Linked DNA regions of Rattus norvegicus: region 2 is linked to region 1. The links are chromatin contacts, called in public Hi-C maps. All regions are on one chromosome and are shown on one strand. Each heading gives the region's core, a stretch centred on a gene start, on an enhancer-like site or on the middle of the called end of the contact. The rest is flanking DNA. Distances are from core to core; before and after follow the strand shown.

Evidence for each region. A called contact is a pair of places that touch in the nucleus more often than the background predicts.
Region 2: a Hi-C map of the A7r5 cell line shows a contact between it and region 1, with 4 times the contacts expected there. The contact joins the promoter of Snai2 here to the enhancer-like site in region 1. A contact is called at or near these places in 3 of 12 Hi-C or Micro-C datasets (the A7r5 cell line, hepatocytes and kidney).

Annotation. Positions count from the first base shown.
Region 1 is chr11:99,235,089-99,239,604 of GRCr8, reverse strand. No RefSeq gene overlaps it. Among named protein-coding and RNA genes, the nearest start is that of Clxn, 260 kb to the left of the region's middle. Within about 2 kb of position 2,469, at least 4 of the 93 cell types and tissues checked have an H3K27ac peak or open chromatin away from gene starts, as enhancers often do. A contact at or near this core is called in the A7r5 cell line, where this site is marked.
Region 2 is chr11:99,687,626-99,692,141 of GRCr8, reverse strand. Snai2 (snail family transcriptional repressor 2) reads left to right here and starts at 1,793. Exons shown (of 3, transcript NM_013035.2): 1 at 1,793-1,965; 2 at 2,634-3,179; 3 at 4,015-4,516. The coding sequence starts at 1,887. The coding sequence ends at 4,196.

The sequences.
Region 1 (4,516 bases), core at 1,220-3,719:
AATGAATTCCTATAAGAAAGATAACTCATTTGAAAGGAAAATGGACAGCTTAGAAAAAGTTTTTTAAAAAAATCAGTGAAGAAACAATAGTTATCAGAATGAATTATTTTAATAAGTAGAATATTGTTATTAATAAACTTAATAGTAATGTATTACTGGTTTACATCTCACATTAGGCATAAGTGAAGAAGGAATGTGTATTTGAGGAAGTCAGACTTAAAGGGGAATGACATAAACGCTGTACTGAGTAATACAAGATGCTGTGCAAAGCCACTTACAACATCTACCATCTACTATCTACCTATCTACCATCTACCTATTTCTTAGTCTACCTAACTTCCAGTCTACCTATTTCCCAGTCTACTTATGTCCCAATCTACCTATTTACCACCTATCTACCTATTATCTACATATCTACCATCTACCTACCTACTGTCTAGCTATTTTCCATCTACCTATCTATCAAGAGAACACAAATCCTCACATCTTATTACTCACACAATACTGATTTATTTGGTAAAACATTATTACAAGTAGAAAACAGCAAGGATTTTTTTAACTGTCCAGTGTAAAATTATTGCCCAAATAACATAGTTCTGTCTGACAAAATAGGAACAGAAATAGTTTTCAGAACTTTACCTCTTTCCTTCCCAGTCCTCTGTACAGAAAATGGATGGGGTACAAGTGGTGAAGCTGATATATGCAGAATAGAAAGCTGAGAGGCCATCAGTCTATGAAAAAAAGCTAAATAAGTAAATAATCTTTCTTATTTATTCAAGTCATGCTAAGTTTTGTTTTCTACATGATCTGGCTGCATGTCATGTCTTTGGTTGATAAGCTATATAAGAAGACTAAAAAGCAGAAGACAAAAGCAGAGTGAGATAGTATTTTAAATAGGAAGTCCCTAAGAAACTTCCAAATCAAATGAAAACACTCAAAGAATCTCACCATCTCGACCAGAAAGTTTAAAAATAATTCTGTTCAAGGAAACACTCAAAACAGTAATGGGAGAGAGGAAGTCATAAAATTAGCCACAGAGAAAACATGGTCAGATTAAAAGCAGGATTCCTCAACTGAAGGAGGTCAGAGACAATAAAATAATTTCTTAGTGTTGAGAGGAAATCATTGCTGAAAAAAGATTACACTTAACTAACTATTGTTTTAAAGGAAGAGAAAGACTTTCAGATACAGAATTTGTCAGTCACAGACCTACAGTAAAATATGTTCAGAAAAATGTGGTCACAAAGGTGGTCAGGAGAAAGGGTAAAGGAAGCACAGAGATACCATGGAGCATGTACATAACCCTGAGCAGCAAATTTGTTAAGGGTCCAGGGCCATCTTATAATAATGTTTAGGGAAGGTGTGAAATATTGTTAGGTGCTCATTTTTTATTATTTATTTATTTATTTATTTTTAGCAAAGCTAGACTCTATAATTTTACACGCAGATCTCCAAGCCTTTCTTCGGTTCATTTTCTATTAAGCCCACATTTCCTACCAAATTCTTTGGAAATCCCTGATAATTTTTTTACATGATTTTACTTTACAATTTCAGAAAAGAAAGCATTTGATTAGTTTGCATAGAGTGATAAGTTATTGGTTTAAATGCCTACATGATCCCATCTGTCTACCAAATGTCACTTCCTCTTAAACGTTGCCATTACCAGCATTTCACCTCATTCTGTCAAGGTCCTTTCATTTCCCCATCACTGATATGGAAATGAGGGCAAGGAAGAGCCACTCCACTGAAGCTGGTGTCCAGTTAGTACCCAGTTCACTAGGACCACTATTGTCACCACAAAAATTAAAGGAGAGTATTTGATGGTACACAATAATCTAACAAGCTATTCAGTTCTTTTGTTAGATATTATTTCTTCATGTTAATGTTTACTTTATAGAATTTTTCTTAAACAAATCATTCAATTTCAATCATTCAATATTTAAAATTCCTCCTAAGCTTTCAAAAATTGATCCTCTTCTCTTATTTTTAACAACAAATGTTGAAGTAAGGAAGAACTATTCTGTTCTTGTAGTTGATTTCCTTTTGTCTAATTATTGATGAAGATACCTATTGATTTCACTGATATTTGTCAGAAAATTCTCAAACTGAAACCTATACCAACTCCAGCAACTCTACACAGAATTTGATATTCCTATCATCAAGTTTGTTCTTACTTCTAGGTTAGAGATTGTGAATTATTGAATCCATTAGACCCTTTGAATTCTTTGCCATATTCTAGGAGTTAACAAAATATTTTCAGGAGAAACACACACACCAGCAGCAGCAGCAGCAGCAGCAGCAGCAGCAGTAGCAGCAACAACAACAACAACAACAACAACAACAACAACAACAACAACAACAAGATGAAGACATTCCCTTCCTGTCCAACACAGCATGGGAACAGAACCTATTCCTCAATGCACTAGCCCCTAGTGGTCACATTCCTTCTCAAGTGTGGTTGATGAGGTGGTCTGGGAAACATTCTGACTGGGAGGGATCGAATTGCTGAAAGGCATGCAAAAAGGAATGTGGTTTTCAAAAGGTTTCCAGCAAGTACACAGGAATAGGGCTCTTGAAAGAGCCTGGATCTGGAGCTTCCCTTCCGAAAAACACTTCCAATCTCCACAGAGCCAAGTATAATAACAGTCCTGACATTATTATTACGAAGGGGAAAAAATCATTCATGCAGACTTAATGCTGTAATTTGGATATTTATAAGCCATACCCACTTTGCAACCTTACAGTTAGTTCTTGATCCAAAATGAAGCCCGCAGAAAAGCAGGGCCATGAGTCAAAGCCATAGGGCGGTTAAGGTCCAGCTTCTGAGGGTATCAGACAAGGGTAGCTATTTTTTAAGTGTTTTGAGGTAATTTTTCAAAACTTGGCCTCTTTTCATATATATATATATATATATATATATATATATATTATATATATATATATATATCATCGTATTTCACAAAATTTTCCATTTTGACCACAAGATAGAGTTCCAGACATGGGCAAAGAGCCGCTGTAACCAGAGCTCATGGTTAGGGGAACTTAATACAATAATCATGTGTTTGGGACAAGGTTTTGCAACTGCAGCTCTTTCTCCTTCTCCTCCTCTTCCTCCTCCCCGCTTCTTTAAGAAAATCTGCTTTGCTCAGAAGGAGCCAGTGGCTCCCATTATTTCCCATGGCCTCCCATTAAACATGAGTGTCATCAGTTATACTTGAACTGATTTCCAGAGTGGTCACATCCTGAATGCTACATTAACAGATTCCACCCCCATACACAATGACATCCTACATGGCGACAGCATGATTGTTTAAAAAAATGTAATAAAATATATATAATATAAAACATCATTTTAGCCATTACTAAGTACATGTTTCAGTGGCATTCAATCCATTTGAATTACTGTACAGCCAACCATCATTTCACTATCTTGAAAGCTACTAAAACCTTCTCCCCATTAAACACAAAGCCCTTAGTTCCCTCTTCCTCTGGTCCCAGGCAATCACCATTCTCTTTCTTCTGCCTATAATTCTCCTTTTGTAGATATTTCACGTAAGTGGCATCATGTAACATTAGGATGTTTGCATCTGGAGTGTTCTGTCAGCCTTACAGCTCCATGTTCACACGCGGTGTTGTACGTATCTGAATTTATTTCGTAGTCTATTTCCTAATTATCCTAATTCTATTCTAAAGTAATATTCTATTTTGTTTATTCATCCACCCACTATCTAGACACTTACATTGTTTCCATCATTTGCTATCGTAATGATTATATGAAAATTTTGTACAAATATCTGTGTCACAGAAAGGAATAATGGCTCATGTGGTTATTCTGTGTGTACTTTCTTGAGTAACTTCCATATTCTTTCCACTGCATTTGTATTATTATACTTCCCCACCAACCACCACCAGCATTCCATTTCCATATCCCCACTAATGCATATCATTTCTGGGCTGGTTTTCTTTTTTCTTATTTTAATTTTATTTTAAGATTTGTGTGTGTGTGTGTGTGTGTGTGTGTGTTTGTGTGCGCGCGCGCATGTGCATGTGTATGTGTATGTGTACAAACTAGTTTGTGTGAATACTGGCACACATGTGGAAGTCAGAGGACAATATCAGGTCTTTGCCATCTCCCTTGAATGGGAATAGATCTCTTGTTACTTGCTGCTGAGCTGTGTACAGACTAGCTGGCTGGGAATTCTCCAGTCTCTATCATAGGAGACAAGCACTATGATTCATAAGATATGATGCCAGGTTTGATAGGTTTGGGGCAAGGAACTCAAACTAAAATTCTCACACTTATGTAGCAAGTACAGAGCTTCTGATGTGTTCCAATAATGAGTGTTTTTCACACATACATTGGCTATAAAGTAATTATCTCAAATCTTTTGCCTGTTTTAAAATTAAGCATTTGTTATTATAGAATTATTTTCTCTTGGTTGACTGTGATTTTGGTGTGAAATCAAGGAATTATCATCCAATCCAACCATGAAGTTTCCCTCATCTTTTCTAACAA
Region 2 (4,516 bases), core at 544-3,043, 450 kb before region 1:
AGGCATGAAACAGACTAGTCGAGAGCTCAACCCTGGCTGGCACAATCTGGAACACATAGGTTACTTGACTGCAATCTGTAATTTAGCGCCCACCCCTGGGTCCTTGAGCACAGAGGGGCTGGTTTCCCTGTTTCTAATTCACTGGTTCTTTTGTAAAGCACAATAAATGTCTATTAATTTTTAAAATTGCAACAACTCACTTCAGCAGGTTATCTTTGTGTTACAGTTTTCAGTAAATACTTAACCACACTCTGGCATTCCTTGTTGTCATGTGGCTTTGTGCTCTCTCTCAATATTAGATCTCTAACACATGGTGTATTTTACTGGAAATTAGGTTGAAGGAGCAGGAAATCTTGCCTCTAAAGCAGGTGCCTGAATCTGAGCAAACCCACTAGAAACAGGCCAGCTCAGACCCCAGCTCCGATCCATACTCACCGTAGCTTGGGAAGAAATCTAATACATTTTCAGTTCCCTTAATATAAGGATTCATATAAATTCCTTTCTGTATTTGACATTTAAATCACTGACTATTGTAAAGAGAAAGAGGAATCATTGACATTAACTCAGGAAGTCTGTGGCTTTACCCCTCCCCTGCTCACACTCCCATTTTCTCATCCCCAGATTAAGAAGTTATGCTGCCTGACAATGCACTTTTTTCTTGCAAGTCTCAACATTGCTGGTGGTATTCTGTTTCCGATGTTTTCTTCTAGCACCTGTTAGGGGAAAAATGGTTATATGGGGGTGGGGAGGTGGGGGAATTGGATTCTGCAGTTTTGTTGAAAAAGAGTCAGCTAACATAGAAATAAACAGAGGTGTCTGTGGGCATGGTGAAAAGTACAGTTTTAAAAGGAATCACTTCAGAGTATTTTTATACCTATCCCTATGTGCAAATGCAAGTGATCAGCTGACTGCTGGACTACCGAAACTGTCAGTCAAGAAGTAACTTGGCAAAAAGGACTCTTTGTCATCTTTTAATGCAAACCAGGGGTGGAGTAGGAGGAGGGGGAGGCTGTTGAAGACTCTTACTAAATAAAACACCATTAAATAGCAGCAGACACTATTTAAGAATTGTCAGTAGAGATTCATAAATGCTTTTTTTTTCTATCACTAAACTACCATGTGCTGCGAAGGGAGGAAATCTTGTCACGTGTCTTCATCAGCACTTCCCATGCTTCTTCCAGAGTTTGCCTATTATCGGAATCTACACCAGCCTTCCCTTTCATCTTTGCACTCTTCCAGTTACTGGGATCGACTGAAAGGCATTGCTTTCAAGTGTCTAACGCAGCGATCAGCAAGTTAACTTTCTGGCACGCTGCCCTAGATCTGCTGTGGCAGCTGCGGGGAGCCTTCATCTCATTTTCCCAAAACCAAGGGCCTACAGCTGCCTTGTGCAATAAACCCCCTCCAAAATCACTTCCAAATATAGGCTCTCTGGCCGCTAGGGGCTGCGCGGTCCTCCTTCCTTCCCGCCCTCGCGGAGCCCGCAGTGCCCACGTCAGGAACCCAGGTCGCCCTCGGGCGGCTCGCGGAAACCCGTGCCCGCAGTGCTCGAGAGCCGGGGTTTCCTTTCTTGAAAACATTAAATGTATTTTGAGCCTCCCCTGAATGCCATAAACAGTCCGTTTTGAACCAGAATAATTTAGTCCAGCAGATTCTTCCTCTATTAACAGCTGTTCCAGAAGGAGGAGCTGAAATCGGAGCCTCTTGGCTGTGATTGGCTGCTTCTAGCAAAAGCCAGGGAGAAACCGCCTCCCGCCCGGGGAGCTCAGTCGGGCGGGCAGCGGGCGGCCTCAGAGGCGTCTGCCTGTCCCCGCCGCACCTGAGCCACCGCGATGCGATAGGACCGCCGCCGGGACCGTTATCCGCCGTGCCCGCCCGCCGCCACCATGCCGCGCTCCTTCCTCGTCAAGAAACATTTCAACGCCTCCAAGAAGCCCAACTACAGCGAACTGGACACACACACAGGTACAAACTCGCTCTAAATCTGTGCGCGAGCAAACCGCGGTTCCATTGCTTTACTCGGAGCACACACCGGGCTGCTCTCCTTTCAGTGCTGTGCTAAAACTGTCCTTGGAGTCTCTTGATTACCTAGGTCAAGCTTTAATTCAAAACATTTGAGCTCTTTGCTGACAAGGAAAGCCTCTTTCCAGTCGGTTGTGCAGAATGGTTCCCCAAGCCCGTGTGCACACCTAAGCACTGCACGGACGTGAGCTCAAGCGTCCCTGTGCCCGGGCAGTTACCTCCTGGAGCAGAGCCCTGGAGAAGGCAGCTTGATTCGTGTGTCATTACCCCACATGCACAGCACAGCTAAAGTAGCCCATGCGTAAAATGAAAAGCAACTTTACAAAAAGTTTTAAAATATTGGCTAGTAGTTCGTTCTAAATTGGGACAGCAAAGCTAGTCCAGAATGAAGGTTGGGAACAGTCAGGGCAACTGTCAGCTTGCACAAGGACGGTAAGCTCAGGTGAAGGAAGATTTTTCTCTTCATGTGTGTCCTTGTAAGGCTGTCTTCACTCCAGAGTCTTCTACGGAATCTCCTGTGTGTTGTTATGCGCTCCCTCAGACTGTGTACATATATTTATGAAATACTTTGCCTTAATATTCCTTTCTTTCCTTCCTTTTCTTTCTTCCAGTGATCATTTCTCCATACCTCTGTGAGAGCTACCCCATGCCTGTCATACCAAAACCAGAGATCCTCACCTCAGGAGCGTACAGCCCTATAACTGTATGGACATCAGCAGTTCCATTCCACTCCCCTCTGCCCAGCGGCCTTTCTCCTCTTACTGGATACTCCTCATCTTTGGGGCGTGTAAGCCCCCTGCCTTCATCTGACACTTCATCCAAGGATCACAGTGGTTCAGAAAGTCCCATTAGTGACGAAGAGGAGAGACTCCAGCCCAAGCTTTCAGACCCCCATGCCATTGAAGCTGAGAAGTTTCAGTGCAATTTATGCAATAAGACCTATTCTACTTTCTCTGGTCTGGCCAAACATAAGCAGCTGCACTGTGATGCCCAGGCTAGGAAATCGTTCAGCTGCAAATACTGTGACAAGGAATATGTGAGCCTGGGTGCCCTGAAGATGCACATTCGGACCCACACGTTGCCTTGTGTCTGCAAGATCTGTGGCAAGGCTTTCTCCAGACCCTGGCTGCTTCAAGGACACATTAGAACACACACTGGTAAGGAAAATGTAGAAAACAATGCCTCTCAGCTCAAACAGTGGTGTGGTGGAGCTGTCTGTGGGGTGTCTGGAGGTACTGACAGGGGGTGCTTTTCATGAGGTGAACCACTGATTGTTGCTTTCTGCTCAAAAGCTTGTTAGAACAGCAAATGATCCATTCCAGCCTCTGCTCCAGGGACTGTAAACAGCATTTAGACTTTGGAAGTACATCCAGGAGATTTGGTCTCAAAGATCAGTTAGAAAGCAAGATCCAGGTACTTGATGTGTGTTCTGCAGAACTGCCCCCTGGTAGTCAATAAATACAAATGCCTGGCTCCTAGTGTTGATTTGATAAGCAGAGGGGGTTCCTATAGTTTTTTTTTGGCTACAGTTTTTGCTATGAATTCTGCCAACTCTTGAGTAAATGAGACTAAATTGGATCTGGCTGTTTGTTTCATTTTCTGTTGCTGGTTTAAAAAAAACCCTTAGCATAAAACCATATTCAGGGAGTCATGGCATTTATCCAGTCTTAGTCATAGTACATAATACATACTGGAAATGGAGGGAGCCACTTATCATTGCTGCACCTGTTGAAGCAGAAACCCTTAGCAAGAGAAAGCCCTTAATTTTGAATGTGTTCCTATCTGGCAGAATTGAAGCTGTTTGGCTGATATTTTGAAATTTTGTTTTAAAAGGCCAAATAGGAATATAACATAACAGGGGATGGATATGATCAAGCTATGATAATTCTTATTCTTCTGATAAACTACTGTTGATGCTCATTAATATTATTTGATTTTGTGTCCTATAAAAAACTGACTGTCCTTTATTTTTCCTTACCCCACCTCAAACAGGGGAAAAGCCTTTCTCTTGCCCTCACTGCAATAGAGCTTTTGCAGACAGATCAAACCTGAGGGCACATCTGCAGACCCACTCTGATGTAAAGAAATACCAGTGCAAAAACTGCTCCAAAACCTTCTCCAGAATGTCGCTTCTGCATAAACATGAGGAATCTGGCTGCTGTGTGGCACACTGAGTGGCGCAACCAGTGTTTACTCAAACAGAATGCATTTCTTCACTCCAATGACAAATGACAAATGAAAGTCCAAAGACATTTTCTCATGTGCTCACCAACCAAATAATATACATAAAAACACAAAAGACACACACACACACACACACACACACACACACACCCTACAGAACAGAATCTATGTACTTAAAGTTAATCTATTCTATGTGAAGTTTAAAATTTATTTACTGACAGCTAAATTGAAACATAAGAATCTTTCTTTTTAAAGATGAAGTGAAAAGCACATCACATCTTTTCTTACTAAGAAAGAATACAGAGGTTTA